Linked DNA regions of Oryctolagus cuniculus: region 2 is linked to region 1. The links are chromatin contacts, called in public Micro-C maps. All regions are on one chromosome and are shown on one strand. The core of a region is the stretch at or near the end of the contact, and the rest is flanking DNA. Distances in the headings are between cores, read along the strand shown. Region 1 holds the start of L2HGDH (L-2-hydroxyglutarate dehydrogenase). Region 2 holds the start of NEMF (nuclear export mediator factor).

What was found. A called contact is a pair of places that touch in the nucleus more often than the background predicts.
Region 2: a Micro-C map of ear pinna shows a contact between it and region 1, with 5 times the contacts expected there. The contact joins the promoter of NEMF here to the promoter of L2HGDH in region 1. A contact is called at or near these places in 2 of 6 Hi-C or Micro-C datasets (ear pinna and skin fibroblasts).

The regions. Positions count from the first base shown.
Region 1 is chr12:25,821,485-25,824,908 of mOryCun1.1, reverse strand. L2HGDH (L-2-hydroxyglutarate dehydrogenase) reads right to left here and starts at 1,771. Exons shown (of 10, transcript XM_002718232.5): 1 at 1,432-1,771. The coding sequence starts at 1,571. DMAC2L (distal membrane arm assembly component 2 like) reads left to right here and starts at 1,015. Exons shown (of 6, transcript XM_008269635.4): 1 at 1,015-1,153; 2 at 3,393-3,424.
Region 2 is chr12:26,230,882-26,234,305 of mOryCun1.1, reverse strand. NEMF (nuclear export mediator factor) reads right to left here and starts at 1,545. Exons shown (of 33, transcript XM_070053688.1): 1 at 1,213-1,545; 2 at 459-527; 3 at 208-310. The coding sequence starts at 1,271. It also overlaps RN7SL1.

The sequences.
Region 1 (3,424 bases), core at 522-3,021:
AGCCCAGACGTCCTCCAGCTGGTGAATGATCTGTACCACACACCCATACCATCAAATGCTACCCAACAATGGGAAAAAGCAACACGAAAACCCTACTACCAATATCAGCAACACCGCGGATGGATCTCAAGGACCTCATACTGTGATAAAGTCAATCTTAAAAGGTCATATCCTGAGTGACACCACTCACACAGCATCCTCAAAATGGTGATGATGGAGAATGGCAGTTGTCAAGGGTTAGGAAGGGTGGGGAGGTCGGGCGTTCATATGAAGGACTGTCTTTGTGGTGATGGAATGTTTCTTTATCTTGACTAAAGTGGTGTTCATGCAAATTAACATGTATGATTAAATTGCATAGATCTACACACAAACAAATGCATGCAAATTAATGAAATCTGAACAAAATCCACAGACTGTGCCAACGGCAATATCCTGACTTTGGCACTGTATTAAATTAGATGTTATCATTGGGGTAAATGGGGGTTGAAGACAACATGGGACTTCTCTACTATTTTGCAACTTCCTATGAATATATAATCATTTTCAAAATAAAAAATATTTTAAAAACTTCAGTAATCCTAGATTTCTTCCCTTAATGAAAACGTTTCTTAATTGTCTACAGATCCCACAATCCCAGGGCTATTAACGATTATCTCATTCTAATTCCCCTCCAATCCACTGACACACAGAAGCCAGAGTTAACTTTTCAAATAGCAACCTTTAATCACCCTGGCCTCCTTAAAACCGTTTCTTGTGGTTCTTAGAATAAAATTAAAGCCGTGCTGCGATACAGCCCCTCTCCTACGTCATGCAACGCCATCTGTCTTCGAACAAGCTCTGTTCACACCCACGGAGCCCACCGTCCGGCACGACCCGCTCCTTCGCCAGAGAGCAAAGGCAGACAGCGGGTCTGGAATGTGACCCCCAGCTTCGTCACAAGACGCTGCATTCTGCAGACTCTGATGAGCAACGGAGCTGCTTCCGACAGGGGCAGCTCCAGGCAGCGGGCCCCAGGAGCTGAAAGAATTAACACAGACTCCAGCTCTTCCAAGCACCACCAGGGACGCTTCCTGTGCGCCAGGGCCTTTTCTCTTCAAATCGACCCCCTACGGGAGACACTAAGATCCTATCCACAACCGATCCTCTAAGGCGGGTAAGGAACCCGCCCAGGGCAGAACCAAGGGGCTGTGGCCAACGCCACACTCGCTCTTGACCTCTGTTCAACACCGCCTGACCTCGCGCCCAGAAATGCAACAGACGAACCCTGCAGGTTGCCAGCTCCTGGCTTTCCAGGCTGGAGCTCCACACAGGATCCCGACTTCCTCACGCCTGGGACAGGGAAGTAGGAGCAGGGGCCTAGGTCTAGCACAGGGCACCTCGGAGACAAGCAACAGCAGCGAAGGCGGCGAGGGCGGGCCACCGGCCACTCACCTGCTGCTGGCGCTACGGTCACCTCTGCACAGAGACCAGGGCTTCCGCCACGCTGGTCCGCACTCCCTGGGGAAGCCCCCGCGGAGAGCCCCGCGGGCCCCTCTGCAGGCCCCCCCTAGATAACGCAGCGCCGCCACCATCGCCTGAGCCCCCTCCTCTCCTCTCAGCCTGAACTCCAGTCGGCTCCCGGGCGTGCTCTTTCTGGCTCCGCCCCTCGAGCAGGGACCAATGAGGGTTGCGCCTTTGGCCCACGTGGGAAGGCGCCGGTGGCCAATAGGCGCGCGCAGCGGAGGGCGCAGGGCAGGCCGGCGCCGTAGACGCCGGGGACGGTGGCTCACTGGTTCTCTCCGACGCTGTGAGTAGCGGAGCTAGGCCGCGAGCGGGGCGGGGTCGGCCGGCGGTGGTGGTCACACCTCTGCCCGTCCCTTCTCGCGGTGCTGAGCTGACTGAAAACCTGGCCCGCCGGGTCGCGCGCCACCGATCCTTCCCGCAGAGCGGGAGAAAGTCTGGGCGCGATTTTGGTGAAAACTCTTGGGCGCGTCCAGCGGCTCCCCTTCCCCGCTCGACCTGCCCCCTGCGGGCAGCTGCAGGCCCAAGGCTGGACATGGCCCGGCCCACACCGAACCCAGGGTCCACCCAACAGGGGCGCCCCGGCTGGAGGGAGGCCCCTTGTAGACTTTTCTTTTATGAGGTCACTGGCGGCGGCTCATAATCAGTGACTGATTCTCCTTGTAAATACTCAGTTCTGGGCGGGGCACTGGGGACTGGATGGACAGAGAGCTTGGTCTATAGCGTTCATCAGTCTGTGCCTTTTTCTGAAATCCTGGGCCAACATACAGTTGTAAATTCACCTTGTACAGGTCGGCTCACCTCTGTTTCCTTACCTGTAATGTGCGGGTGATGAGCTACGTAGGCTCTAAGGCACTTTCTTACTAAAAATGTGTGGTTCTCTGTCTCCGTGCTAGTTTAACACCCGTTTTCGGTGCTCGCTGGCAGTTTGGAATCCATAGAGTCCACGCAGCTGCACAGATCATGAATAGGGTAGCGACAGCTCTGGCCGGAAGGGCTTGACTTGCCTGGTCAGGTCGCTAACAAGGTGGCTCTGGGAAGCCAGTTCACCTGTCTAGGACTGTCCACAGATCCTCAGTGAGATGGACCCCCCTCCACACACACACCCAGCAGATGACAGGAGCCTGAGGCTTCTCGGGTCCTGAGCCAAGTGAAGAATTAGATAACCCGCAGCTGTTCACTACCAGGACAGCATATTTTGATTTTTTGGTGAGAACAATGTAGCATGTTGCCTGCTTGTTCCATCACGGTTGGAAAAAAAATGTTGTAAACATTCAACTTTTTGAGATGGTTGTAGATTAACAGTTGTTAACAATAGAAATCCTGTGTATTTTTCACTCTGTCTCCCCATCTTGCCTAACTGGAGTATAATATCATAACCAGGCTCTCGACGCTGGCAGAACCCATTGATTTTACTCAGATTTTCTGAGTTTAGCATTTCTGTGTGCACCATTAGATTACGTGTTGCCACGTATGTAGACTGTGGTGTACATCACCAAGGTCCCAACACAGCAGTTTCATCACTACGAGAGTCCCTCCCCCACCCCTTTGATAAGAACAGCTTCCCCGTGCAGCTTGGCCCCCATCTGCCCCTCTAAAATGTTGTCATTTCAAGAATGTTGCAGAAATGTAATTGTACAGTATATAACTTTCAGAGATTAGCATTTCAGTCAACTAATCCCTTGAGATCCATCCAAATTTTTGCATGTATTCATAGCAATAGTCCATTCCTTTTTATGGAATACATTCCATAATATGAATATACTGCAGGATGTTTAACCATTTGCCCATTGAAATATATTTTGAATTGATTCCATTTTTCAGTTGCTAGAATAATGCTATTATGAGCATTAATGTATAACTGTGTGTGAATGGGTGTTTTGTTTTTCTAGGGTGAGTCCCAAGAATCAAATTGCTGAGTTAT
Region 2 (3,424 bases), core at 296-2,795, 410 kb before region 1:
ACAAACGCTTGCTCTGGAAGGGGCTGTGTGAGGGCAGTATGCAGAAGGCAGTGACTGGGCAACAGCTCCACTCGTCCCACTGTCAGCTGCTCCCTCGGCCCTTACACTTCCTTACAGCAAAAGAAAGCCAAACACCTTCCAAACTCAGCTGCTGGAGACCAATCCCAGGGCCTTAACATTCAGCTTCGAGTAGCACTTAAGATTTACCTTCATAGCAAAACTAGACGGCATCATATTTTTTGGCCACTCAAATTCTGTTGTGTGAATTCGTATGCCAGATTCAAGGAGGAGTGTAGCTTTAAAGTCTGGCCTGCAGAAGAAAAAAATATTTCTTTTAGGGCATATTACCAACGGTACCTCTGGGAGAAGACACACAGTACAGGTTTAAAAAACACACACACACACACAATCATCTCATATTTAATTACCAAAATCAAAAGTACATAAAGCGTTCTTACTTTTGAAGACGGATAAGGTAAGTCTTATTATCCACATCATAAACATTGTTTACTCTCATTCCTAGCAAGCTGAAAAGACAAGGAAAACATGTAACAAATCATACTCCAGTTTGAAACAAAAAATTACAATTAAAGGTACGAAAAAAGGAACTTCCGCTCTAAGGATCTGGGGTCAACCATTCGAGAACAGAGTGGCTATCAGCCAGACATCTCTGCAACGACTCGACACTCTTGGGGGCGGGTGGAGGACAACTCATTAACGTCTAATCCAATGATGTGTTGCAAAGACGAATAAAAATAAACGCGCCCCCTGCAAGCCTGACAAAGCTCGCACAGCTGCAGAGGGGCGAGCCTGCAATCCAGGTCTCAGTTCAGATCTGCAAAACCCAGCTAACACCCGGCTAGCGGGACGGCGCCCCCGCTCTCGGCGGGGTGCCGAAGACATCTGGCCTCTGCTCTCTCCAAGCTCCGCGGCCAGAGGCCACTCCGGCGTCTCGCGGTCTCCCACACGTCTGCCCCAGCCCGGCCAGTGGAGACGCCGCGCCAGCCACGCACCAGGGCTGCGGGAGCGACAGGTGGCCCCTGGCGGGCCACCGCAAAGACGCCCTGCACTCGCCCAGCCCGGCCTAGCCAGGTCCAGGGAAAAACACCACCAGGAGAGAGCCAACAGCAGGCTGGTCTCGCTCCCACCACGGGGCCCCGGCCTGGCCTCCTGCGCTGCCCGCGAGAGCCGCGGTCCCCTGCGAGACCGTACCTCGCATTCAGCTCCGCGAGTACCGCGCAGAGGTCAATGGTGCTAAACCGGGTCTTCATGGCGAGGTCCGAAGGTAGCCACCGCAGTTCTCGCCGCCGACTGCCCGACTGGACGCCGCGACGCTTCCGCGCAGGCGCACTTGGCGGTCATCTACGGCCGCCCGGAGGATCCAATATTCCTTGAAGCGAACGTCTTTGCGTCAGCAGCCTGAAGAAGGCTGTCAAGATGCCTTCAGACTTCCTTTCTGTGGTACCGAAAACAATTCAGAGTAGGTCCAAAATGTTTTCTCGGATCTGCAGTGCTGTCCTGACCGCGTACGGACGGAACCAGATAGCTTCCCGCCCCGCAGGCGGGGACTCGCGCCGGCCCCCACAGTGACCCCTACTGGTCGTCGCCATTTTCGCGGCGGAGGCAGGCGGCCGGGCTCCGGCACCGAGAACCACCACCCGGTTCGGCCCGGGTGCTGGGACTTGTGGCATTTTTAAAAGTAACGAAGCGGAACTCTTGGGTTCGTCCTGTGACGACCCTTAACGATTAGGAGGAACCTTCGGAAAGGACGTCCTACTTCATAGGGGCGGTGTAGGGTTGCTGGACACTCGGCGTGGTGCTGGGTATACAGCTGGCGCCCCATGAACGCAACCTGAAATAGTCAAGTGCTTTCGCTAGAGAGCAGTGAAGTAAAATAAGACAAGATTTCCGGGAGGGTGTGGGGTGTGGAGGAAGAGTTTAAAAGGGGGTGGGGGGCTTGTTGTGTCAGGATAGGTGCGTGGTCGCAAAAGCCGACTTTAAAGGGTGAGGACGCAAAAGAGACAGGGTCTCGCTATGTTGCCCAGGCTGGAGTGCAGTGGCTATTCACAGGCGCGATCCCACTACTGATCAGCACGGGAGTTTTGACCTGCTCCGTTTCCGACCTGGGCCGGTTCACCCCTCCTTAGGCAACCTGGTGGTCCCCCGCTCCCGGGAGGTCACCATATTGATGCCGAACTTAGTGCGGACACCCGATCGGCATAGCGCACGACAGCCCAGAACTCCTGGACTCAAGCGATCCTCCGGCCTCAGCCTCCCGAGTAGCTGGGACTACAGGCGCGCGCCACCGCGCCCGGCGGCTGCCGAGGCTGCAGGCGGCGGGCTTGAGTGTGGCTGCAACGCGACTTCCCGCCAGCAGGGGGCGGTGCGAAGCAGAAAGCGGGCGGCGGGCTGGAAAGAAGTCAGGGAATCGCCAGGTGCCCAGCGGTGCAGAGTCGCCGGCCGTGCAGAACAGCGGCAGATATAGAAGGAAAGACTGGGAGTCAAGGTGACCCTGGTCCAAACCAATCGCGTGAGGTCTAACTGCACAACTAAGCTCACCCCTAAGGCATGTCCAACAAAGCGGTTATTTTTGCATAGGAACAGCCCGTGTAAAGGCTCCGCACTGAAACACGTTTTTGAAAAAGTTGGGCTCTTTGATGGCACAACTCCCACCTTGCAGCGCTACAAAGATATGAGAGGAACAGGATACCAATTTAAGTTTGCAGCAGGACAGTTAGCCCGTCCACTAATTAATACTTTGTTTCTACTTTGGGGAGAAAGAAGGGGCATCCAAAGGTATATTCAAGAACATCCCTAAGAGGAGTAAAGATACAAAGGGCTTCAAAAAGTACAGGGACAAAATGAAATGTTAAAAGGAATTTTTTGGTGCAAAAAAATAACCCTTGAAATCCATGTGTAGTTTTTTCTTAACGCTCATTTTTCATGAGCTTTTCTTCATATGCATGGATTTCAGAACACTTTGTGCCAAATAAACATCTTTTAATTCAGTTTTCCATGAGCTTTTTAGAAATACCCCATAAGTGTAAAGATTACAAGGGAACTTTAATTACTACTGGATTCTATCATTTTTAAGAATATCATATATCTATTTTGAGAAAATTCTGAACCAAAGATACTTGAAAACTGTGGAAAAAAGAAGAGGTAACAGGAGAAAGGGAAATTGTTTGATTTTCAAAAGGAAGATATGAAAGCAAATACCTGAAACTGTAAGCAAGTGTGCTGACCTTCGACCCGACCAAAAACTTTCAGTGGATTATTAATGGGTGACTTAGGGCACCCATGGCTGTTTCTCAACCTTTAATATGCAGTAAAACATTCCTGGGAGAGCATTTGGCCTTGTGGATAAAATGCCAGGTAAGACCCCCGAGATCGGTCCCGGCTCTGTCTCCTGACTTCAGCTTCC